Linked DNA regions of Gossypium hirsutum: region 1 is linked to region 2. A link is a contact called in public Hi-C data. All regions are on one chromosome and are shown on one strand. The core of a region is the stretch at or near the end of the contact, and the rest is flanking DNA. Distances in the headings are between cores, read along the strand shown. Region 1 holds the start of LOC107892206 (glycosyltransferase family 92 protein RCOM_0530710). Region 2 holds the start of LOC107892738.

The links. A called contact is a pair of places that touch in the nucleus more often than the background predicts.
Region 1: a contact with region 2 is called in a Hi-C map of leaf, with 3 times the contacts expected there. The contact joins the promoter of LOC107892206 here to the promoter of LOC107892738 in region 2. A contact is called at or near these places in 8 of 34 Hi-C or Micro-C datasets (leaf, petal and seedling).

The regions. Positions count from the first base shown.
Region 1 is chrD09:11,116,355-11,121,315 of Gossypium_hirsutum_v2.1, reverse strand. It overlaps LOC107892206 (glycosyltransferase family 92 protein RCOM_0530710), which reads right to left and starts at 1,920. Exons shown (of 8, transcript XM_016817222.2): 1 at 1,563-1,920; 2 at 1-1,458. The coding sequence starts at 1,740.
Region 2 is chrD09:10,831,993-10,837,119 of Gossypium_hirsutum_v2.1, reverse strand. It overlaps LOC107892738, which reads left to right and starts at 2,671. Exons shown (of 2, transcript XM_016817791.1): 1 at 2,671-2,763; 2 at 2,830-3,042. The coding sequence starts at 2,671. The coding sequence ends at 3,042.

The sequences.
Region 1 (4,961 bases), core at 671-3,170, 280 kb before region 2:
GACTCGACCAATCAACTGGTTCGACGGCTCTAGTCCCTAATCCAGGGGCTCGGTCCTTGGACCTTACGTTTTGCTCATCTTTCCAATCAGCCACGTACGTAGCCACTCTCCTATAGAACTTCTGTTTGAACACTTCCCATACTTGGTATTTGTAGTGGTTTACAACCATCATTCTTCTATCAACATCTATGAATCTAAAATCATCTCTCAAATGGAAATGATGTACAATATTGATTAATGTGGAATTCAATGCTTCTGGCTTCACTATACTCTTGTGCCTCTCCGGCACCACGAGCCGACACGTGTATCCGACCATCACGCCTTGTTTCGGTATCTGTTTGAGCCCTGACGGTCCAAAACTGTAACATGAGACACGAAGTTCACCAATTGAAATGTGTCCGAAACTAGTTATGGTTGAGGTTAAATTTGAGATCACATCATGTAAGAATAAGCCCGTAGGCAAGTGCAAAAACTCGTCTACATCGATGAACCCGATCCATTCACAAGAACCCTTGGCTCTCAAGGCGCAATGAGAGAAACCTCCTTCTTGGGTCTTGATCCATGGCCAAATGTGCCTCGAGATGTTGTAACCGGCGTTGAATAACGATTCGATGACTTGATCAGTGTCGTCGTCACTGTTGTTATCGTAAATGTACCAACGTTGTACCCCGATTAGGGCATGGTAGATGACCCATTCCTTCAAAAACCTCGCTTGGTTACGTGCCATGGTGCAAATGCAGGTTTCGTGTGGTTTTCGGGTGGGTAACGGGTCACGACCAGAATCCGACAAGAAACCCAATCGAGCTATGGAAGGTAATGTTCCTCCACCCTTGATCCTAACTGAAACCTTAACAGAGCTATTGACTTTTTTTTGACTATTCAAAACAATTAAAGGCGTTCTGCACCGTACGATCTCTTGAGCTATTGATAAAACCTCTGATCTCAACACAAGTTTTAGCCTGCTAAAATCTTCGCCGTACACGCACTCAAATCTTGATGCGTTGGAGACTCTTTCTGGCCGTAGATTAAGACCCTTGACAAAAACGACCGTCGTATTATCATTATCGACCAAAGCTTCGTACGCAAGCGAGTCCCAGTAGTGAGTGGGACCAGCTGGAAAGACCCCATTTGACTTTGAACCAACCGTTATAAGCAGTCCACGTGGGCCACTAGGACATCGTACGATCTGCTCACCTAGCTGCTCCGTATCAACACGAGCCGGCGACTGCTTAAGCCGCGGCACGGGTGAGGTGTTATGAACCGAGAGGTACACGCAGTCAAGTTCCTCTTTGGTAAATAAACGAGCCGACCGAGGGTATTTTAGGAAAAGTATAACTTGATCGGGGAGCAAAACGGTTTCACGAACCGAGAGTATCTGAGTTACCGGATGTTCGCCAGACACGATGGCGTTTGCGGTTGGAGTTTTGCGTGCGAACTTCAACACAGGCTCGAATCTTTCTGTTTTTTTTTTAAAATACATAATTCAAAAAATAATAAAAAAAAGTAAGCTACTGATGAATAAAAAAACCAAAAGAAATAGCTAAAGAAATAGACAAAATTACCTCCAAAAAGAAAGCGAAAGTTAGAGTAGGAGAAGCCATTGAAAAGAACGAAAGTGGAGACGATGAAAGCAGCGAACCAGAAAAATTTGCCCCAGGAATTGATGTAGTTCCGACTACGGAACCTCATTGATTTCCGTCCCTTTGGAAACCAATTGAGAACAACCAAAAACTTTCTCATTCATCTGAGTCGTTTTGGCTCGATTATCGCAGGTTTTTTAAATCCAAATATTATTTTTGTTCGTTTGGATTTTCTTTCGAGTACTCGAAAACTGAAAAGAAAATTTAGGGGAAAATAAAAGAAATTAAAAAGAGAGAAAATTTAGGTGCTGCTATCAAAATCATGCTTTGATGTTTCGACCGTTCGTGTCGGTTTATATTCGGTCGTTACTTTTTCCTCCGTTTCCTCGGTGATGATCCTCTGTGTTTAGAGGTTCATCTTGTTTTTTCACCTCTTTGGCTGTTCTCCAATAAGATTATGCCACGCCATCATTACCTGATGATGAAAAGGGTTTTTTATTTACTACTTTTAATCGTGGCCTTGTTGCTTTGGGGATTAATTGTTGTTTTCAGTAACTTAGGAAGAATCCAAACAGGTAAATTATTTCATTTAGAATATTAACCTTTAAAGGATTGAGATTTTTCTTATTCACGGTAATGTTGTAACTTTTAATGGAATTAAATATAAGTATTTTTTTAGCTTTGATTTTATCACTCTATTAAATAAAATTTAAATATATTATATTAATATATAAAACATTTTCTTGCTGAAAATATTTGATTTAGCTCCATGAATTTAGAACGTATTATAAAATGAAATGAATTCAAATAAGTATAGTCAATACCTATTTTTTTAAAATAAATAATTTTTGTTCTCTTATCACTTAATTATTATTTTTATATAATTTCATATCACTTTTGAGTTAATTTGAAGAAGAAGAAGACAAATTTATTTTAATTATTTTAAGGATAATTTATTGATTTGGGTAAACAAGTTTGAGAAATGTGTAGAGAAACGAAGATACTGAATTTAAGGCATATGGGTGGAAACTGGAAAGGAATAACTGTCAACGATGAACTGGTACACTGAATGAGGAAAGACTTCATCTAGCCGCTAAGAAACAGCCACGTGGACGTATTCGGAAAGCTTAGATATGCATAATGTAGCAAATTAGCTACCTTTCGTGTTGATTATGCAAACTCAAATGCCTCCATGATTGAAGGGACCACTATTCTCAAAGTGAGACCTATGATCTCAGAACTTGCCACATCACCCATGAGTTAAGGTTGAAAATCAATCCTCTTAAAAAGTAGGAAAAGGGAGGAATGGAATTTTTCCTTTCCTTTTCAAAAGAAATATATATTTATTTATTTACTTCGTTGAATTTAATTTTTAGTTTTTATTTTTTGATACTATGTCTAAAATTATTTATAGCCCCTCTCAAATTTTTAAATAAAAGATAATGGGTTTCAGTATACTCAAATTACCCGTATGTTATTATTTCAATTTCTTGAGTGGTCTAAGGATTTAAAGGATTGAGATTGAGAAATGCATGTTAAATGTACTTATAATGGTGTTCAATTTTCGAAAGCATAATTTTCAAAAAATTGGTTAAGAGACGATATTCAAATAAAAATTCTATTTTCTTTTTGCTTGAAACTTTGGCACAGATTTAAACTACAACCTTCTCATAAAGATTCAATGAAAAGAAAAAAAAATATAAAAAGAATTATTTTTGTTTTTTAACAGTTTGGGAAATGGAAACTCAACTACCTTTCAGCTCTCCTCGAAAATGATATTCGTTTTTTAAAACTTTTTAAAAAATTAAAAAAATAAAAAAGTTAAAAACGAAATGATTTATAACTTTAACAATTAAAAAAAACTAAATTGTTTCAAAATACCAACTAAATTACAACTCAATCTACTTTTCAAAATGATTAAACTTTAACATCCAATTTTTTTTTTCATATTTCATTTTAAATACTGCCTACTAAATTGGTCACATATTAAATTTTAATAGTAAAAGAATTTCAACATAGAACTCTTACTTTTTAAATTTATTATGTATAAAAGATTGAGAAAATTTAGTACAAAAATTCATTGAAGTAGTTTTAAAATATATTTTTATAAAATTTAATTAATTAAAATAAACAAATTCAAAATTTAAAAAATTAAGCTAAAAAATGGGATTTTTTACATATAAAATACTAAAAAAAATTAAATACTTAAATGGTATGTCAATACTATTATTTGCCAAAATGGTATATTTGCAACAGTATAAAGGGGTGGAGGGAGAGAGATGGGTGGTACCTATTTTTTTCTGACACAATGATTGACACGTCATTACAAAATGATGTGTTTTTTTAAAAAATATATATTTTTTAAGGATGGAAGGAGAGAGATGGGCGATACCAATATTAAAAAAAATAGAAATATGGTTTAATAAAATGATAAATTTAATTTAAAAAAGTAATAATAAAATAATGTGTTGGGTGTTGGTAATTAATGGGGACTTGAATGCCATCGGGACTTTTGTGCACGGGGGTGGAGGGCTAACCATCGGTGACACCAGTGCTGGTGGAGGGCTGACTGTAGGCAGCATCACCAGTTGAGTGACCATTTGGTCACGGGGACCTAAGCCCAAATAAGATGTGCCTTTTTTTTAATTTATGCATTCAAGTCCTAATGGTGGTCCATACATCGTGTCAACGGTGTGGGCTATTTGTCGGATGAACGTATTATGCCATACTTGGAGGCATCTGGATTTGAATCAGCAGCATTGGTCCGCATGTTTGATTTGAAGTAAGACTTGATTTCCGCGTTGGTCGAGCGGTGGCGCCTAGAGACCTACACTTTTCATTTGCCGTGTAGGGAATGCATCATCACCTTGGAAGATGTTACATTGCAATTAAGGCTCCCCATCGATGGTTTTGTAGTCATGGGTTTTAGTACATTGTCCGATCTGAAAACCCTTTGTTATGACTTAATAGGGCTCTCGCTTAATAATTGTGAGGATAAATTAACGACTTTCAGATTTTCATGGCTGAAGGAGAATTTTGAGTATTTACACATAAATGGAGTACTTCTCCGGGTATCAGGAGGTCATATATGCTTCCCATTTACCGACAGATGAATGAGACACACGTCAAGGCCTGGGTAATTTGACCATATTGAGTTAACATCCTCTACCAGGTTGGTGGTCATTTGACCATATCGAGTCCAGTCATCGAAACTTTAAGCCCATTGCCACAGCTCCATGGTACCCAACCACTCTCGGAAAGAAGTATTCGTTTCACCTTGCATGTCACCCTCAAGTCTGGTCACCTTTTGCCTAAAAAGGTGTGGCTCTAGCTCGTACGTTATGTATGTAATAAGAAAATACAAGTTACAATATGAAAAAT
Region 2 (5,127 bases), core at 1,422-3,921:
TGGAGTAAATTGTCTCGTTCCATTTTGTTTCCTCTTGTGATAATGTTATTGATGGATGGTAGTGCATTGCTTATGACTTACTGAGTTATAAACTCACTCGGTGTTTCCTTGTCACCCATTATAGGTTGCTTGGACTCATCTATTTTTGCGGGGTCAGGCCGTCATCGAAGTCATCACACCGGATAGCAAGTTTTGGTACTTTCTTCTTAGTTGGCTTAGAAGAACATTTTGGCATGTATAAGCTATTACGTTGTGTTTGAATTTTGGCATGTAAACTTTAAGCCATGCGAAAATGGCACGAATGTTCGATTGAGTTGGATCAAGGGTAGGCATGAGATGGACCTAGTTACTTTCGTAACAGATGCTGGCAGCAGCAGTGTCATGAGATTGAAAAATCACTAAAAATAGTAGGATTGGAATTAATTGATGAATAAATTATGTAATCGAAGCTCGATGAGTCTGCTTTCATGAGGAAGTAACGAAAAGATCATATGGGCAGTATATTAAGAGATAATCAGATTATTGTGGGACAGGGCCAGAACCGTATCTGGATTCCCTGCTCCGACTTTGAAAATTCATTACAAATTAACCAGAGATAATTAGGGGTCGTACCATATATGTACAGATTCCTCTCTGAGTCTAGTTTTCATAGAAACAAACGGCATCAGTATTGAAGCCCCGTGCAGGGAGATATCCAAGTCGTAATGGGCAAAGGTCAGTGTAGTCGACCCCTGCAACTTGGGAGACTTTGACTAATAAACTGTACTAATTGGGCCAACCAAAAATTCTAGAAAAAAATACATAGATGGGCACATGAGTCTAGTTTCTGGGAAAAATTACGAAACTGATTTTCGAGTTACGAAACTCAAGATATGATTTTTAAAACGACTAGTACACAGATTGGGCAGTGTCTGGAAAATAAATTTTGTAAGGGGTTAAAGTCAGTTAACACCTCGTGTTCGACTCCGGTGTCGGTTTCGGGTTCGGGGTGTTACAGAATTAAATTCAAGCATTTTAGTTTCATACTTTTAATTTTTACACTCTTTGAAATTTTGTCTTCATTGCATCAATTTCACTATACTAAACCTTACAATCTTTCCAAATTAGTCCTTGCTAACATATAATTCAATAACCCTTATAAATTCACTTCAATATCACTTTCAATTTAACTTACTACCATATAAAACTTCATTTAGGTCCACTAAAAATTATTTCATAACCTTCTTTTAGCTTCACTTAACAGTTATCACTTTCATATTTATTTTCAATCACTTAGTCACTAAATTTTCACTTCTCATATAAGTATGATTACTTATGACATTCACATATTACCACCTATGTTTACACTTCTTCATACTTTAAAGTCACCTACTATACCTCATTTCACTAATTTCATCTTTTTTTAATTAATGCACTTGACACATATTACTTAGCTCTTTCATTATTTTATTAATTTGAATATCAATTTTCAAATCTTATACACTTTAATATTTATTCATGAAATTTACACTTATGGTCACTTAATATCACTTTACAATACTTTATCACTTATTTAATCTATATCTTTTAATCACGATTCAATATCACTTACTATACCCACTTTACTAAATTTATTTCATTACTAGTTAAATCACTTCTCACTTCATAATTTCCAACTCAAGAATACTTATTTACATCTTTCTCTAAAATTTCAAATATTATTCAATTTAGTCTCACTTTCTAACATGTCTTATACATATCATAATTATTTCCACTTTCACTTATCATGTCACATATATGTCAATTTACTCATTTTAAACTTAAAATATTTCTAAATATTATTCCTCTCCATCAATTTCACACTATTTAGTGTTTTTAATTTATTTTTCATTCTCTACACTTAATTTGCAACATTTTTCAATATAATTCTTTGAAAAATAAATAGAGTTAATATGAGTGCTTACCTTTCTTTTGCTAGATTTCATTTCCTTACTTCTTTTCTAATCCTTTCACACTTTTGTCACTTGCTCTCATTTATCTATAATATTTTCATCACTTCTTTTCTTTCTCACTTCATTGACATGTTAGAACATAAGCAATTTCTTTACTAGAAATCACTTTTTCATATCTCTACTTTAACTAAACATAAATTTCAGAAGAAAATATTTGATATCTTACATTTTCTCTTTAATCTCTTCTCTATCTTCTCAAATTTCTTCACTTCAAACTCCAATTTCTCACTTTCATAATGATAATTGAATCCTCTAGGATATCTACTTCACTTTTCCTTTTTGATGGACTTGGAAATTCTCAGAACTTTAATCCTTCTAAGTCTATGGTGTGTTTTAGCCTCAACACCCCAAGAAATCAAAGGCGGCACCTTAGTGATGCGTTGGGGATATGGTTGGTTGAGACGATGGGAAATTATCTTGGTCTTCTGCTTATCATTGGAAAAAAAAGACAGGGGCTTTTCAACACATTCTCGATCGGTTCTCTAATAGGATAAATGGTTGGTCAAAAAGGTTTTTATCCTATGGTGGTAAGGATATTTTTATTATAGATATATTACAATCCTTGTCTACTTATGCTCTTTCAGTTTTTCTTTCTCCTAGAGGTATGACTGATGAGATGCTTTCGAGGATGCGAAGTTATTAGTGGGCTAGCAAAGCCAAAGGACGCAAATGGGTGATGATGGCTTGGGACACATTGTGCAAGCCAAAGGGAGTGGGCGACCTCAGATTTAGAGACCTTAGGCTTTTCAGTATTATGCTTCTAGAGAGACAAGTTTGGTGCCTTATTAACCACAAAGATACCTTGTGCTTCCATGTCCTCTACTCTAAATATTTTTAGGATGGAGATGTGTTTCATCCTAAAACGGTCGATAAGCCTTCCTTCGCTTGGACGAGTATCTCAACTGCAGCTAAAGCCCTCAAAGCAGGATTCGATTGGGAAATTAGGAACGGCAGAAGAGTGACAGTTTGGTTGAAAATGTGGGGTTTTGAAGGTCTTGATGGTAATACTTTAAGTGATCCTAGTGTTGACATTCAGGAAAGGGTGGTGTAAGACTTATGGAAACCTAATCACCTTGTTTGGGATGGTATTTGGGTCTGCGAGCTTTTTGGTGAAATGGTGGGGGAGTAGATTTGTGAGCTTCCCATCATCCCCAATAGGCCGATAGATAGAGTTATTTGGTTCCATAATAAAAATGGAAGTTACACAATGAAATCGGCCTATTCGTGGCTTATCTTCAAGAAGGTTGGCTTTGGTCCACATCGACTCTTTTGGAAGATCATTTGGAAGCTTCAGATACTTCCTAAAATTCTCTTCGTGTGGAGATTGAGCCATGATTTTCTCTTGAAGAATGTTCAAATCTCTTCAATTAAGCAAAGCTTTGGTAAGGGATGCTTGAAGTGCAGTGATGATGGAGATGAGACAGCCTTTCACGCTCTTAAGGAGTGCACGAAGGCCTACGCGATCCTTGCTCTCAGAGGGCTTAATGGTAGTCTTCTCAAAAGATTCATGAAAAATGCATTGATTGGTTGGAGGAGACTATGCATTTATTGGACAAAAATATATTCGAAGATTTGATTACGATTCTTTGGAATTTGTGGAATAGTCGTAACAATGTTATCTTCCGGGGTAAAAATGAGGATTCTAGGGCTATTTGGAAATGGGCAAATGTGCTTGGCGATGACTTTCGGATACACAACCTGACAAGCAAGGAAATTTTTCCCATGTCACCAAGGCCCCAAAAATGGGAGAAGCCCCCGATCGGATTACGGAGCTGTTTTGCTGTTTTGCTCATTTTATTTCGCTACTATTTTGCTCTCTGTTTTTCTCCCAAACTTTTAAAGGTCTCACCTTTTTCATTCTTGCAGTTATCATCTTCTTTTCCATTGCTCGACAAGCACCATCCACTTCCATTATTTCACACCCTCGTACATTCTTCAGCAAGGCAGCAGAAACTAAGTACCACCAAAACATTTCCAAACAGCCTCTGTGCTTAGAAAAGGGATTTCATTTTCAAGATAGGGATGGAGTATGCTAAAGCCATTTCATCCGTGGTGGAGAAACATGGATGGCAAGCTTTCTGTCTCCTTCCTGACGATGTTTTCCCTCAAGTGCTAAAGGAAATTTATGCTCATCTTAGTTCTCTTGAAAATGTGTTATGTGCGAGGTGCCTCAGTACTATTTGGTGCCAAGTCTATAAATGCACAATACGGGTTTTCTGATGGTTCAAATGAACACGTGGATTTTCTTAAGACAAAGAGAGTAGAAAAATTAAATCACGTGCTCACTGATGTCTGTGTAGAAGGCACCAAGTGGACGATATATAGGAATGATTGTTACACTGTTGATAGGATCACTTTAAAGCCCCATTGTAGGGTAAGATATAATTTCCTCAAAAATTGTTTCATCCCATCTACCCACAAATCTACAATCTCAAAGGAACATCTGATACTTCTTCACTTGATTATCATGGGACAAAAGATAAACGTTGGAAACATTATCTTTCGAGAGGTCCATCACTATGCCTTGAAAACGTTGGTGCTTTGAACTTTCCGTCGCTTATAACCGCACTTTGTTAAAAGGTCAAGGTTCCTCTTCAAGTCAATGAAGAACGAACCCCTAACAAAGGTGTCATTTCTAAGAAGTTGTTGTTGGAACCCGAGGAGGAGGAGGATGAGAGTGAAGAACCTACTGCAAAGAAGTAGACCACCGAAAAATAAAGAGAAGCAGAGAAAGCTAAATCTATCTAAGTTGACTCTGAGAACACTACAACTACCACCACACTAAGAGCAAAAGCACCTATAATCGCACGAGAATGTGTAGTTCATCAACTAATCAATGAACTCATGAAATCAAACTCTGATTCTAAAGATGAGCTACCTATTAGTCAACGTAAAAGGAAGTATTTCAAGACAACTGCTGGAAAAGCAATCCCAGCTAAGAGTGGAAACTTTGGGCGACAGAAGCGTTACAAATGTGCTGCCAAGAAGTCTACCAAACCAACTTAAGAGTAACAAACATTTTGTTCAAGCTTTCATTTCTAATCTATGCATTCATTTTTCTTTATCATTGCATTTCTATACTTGTAAATATATATTCTCTAACATTTCCCATTTTTCTACATTGAGGACAATGCAT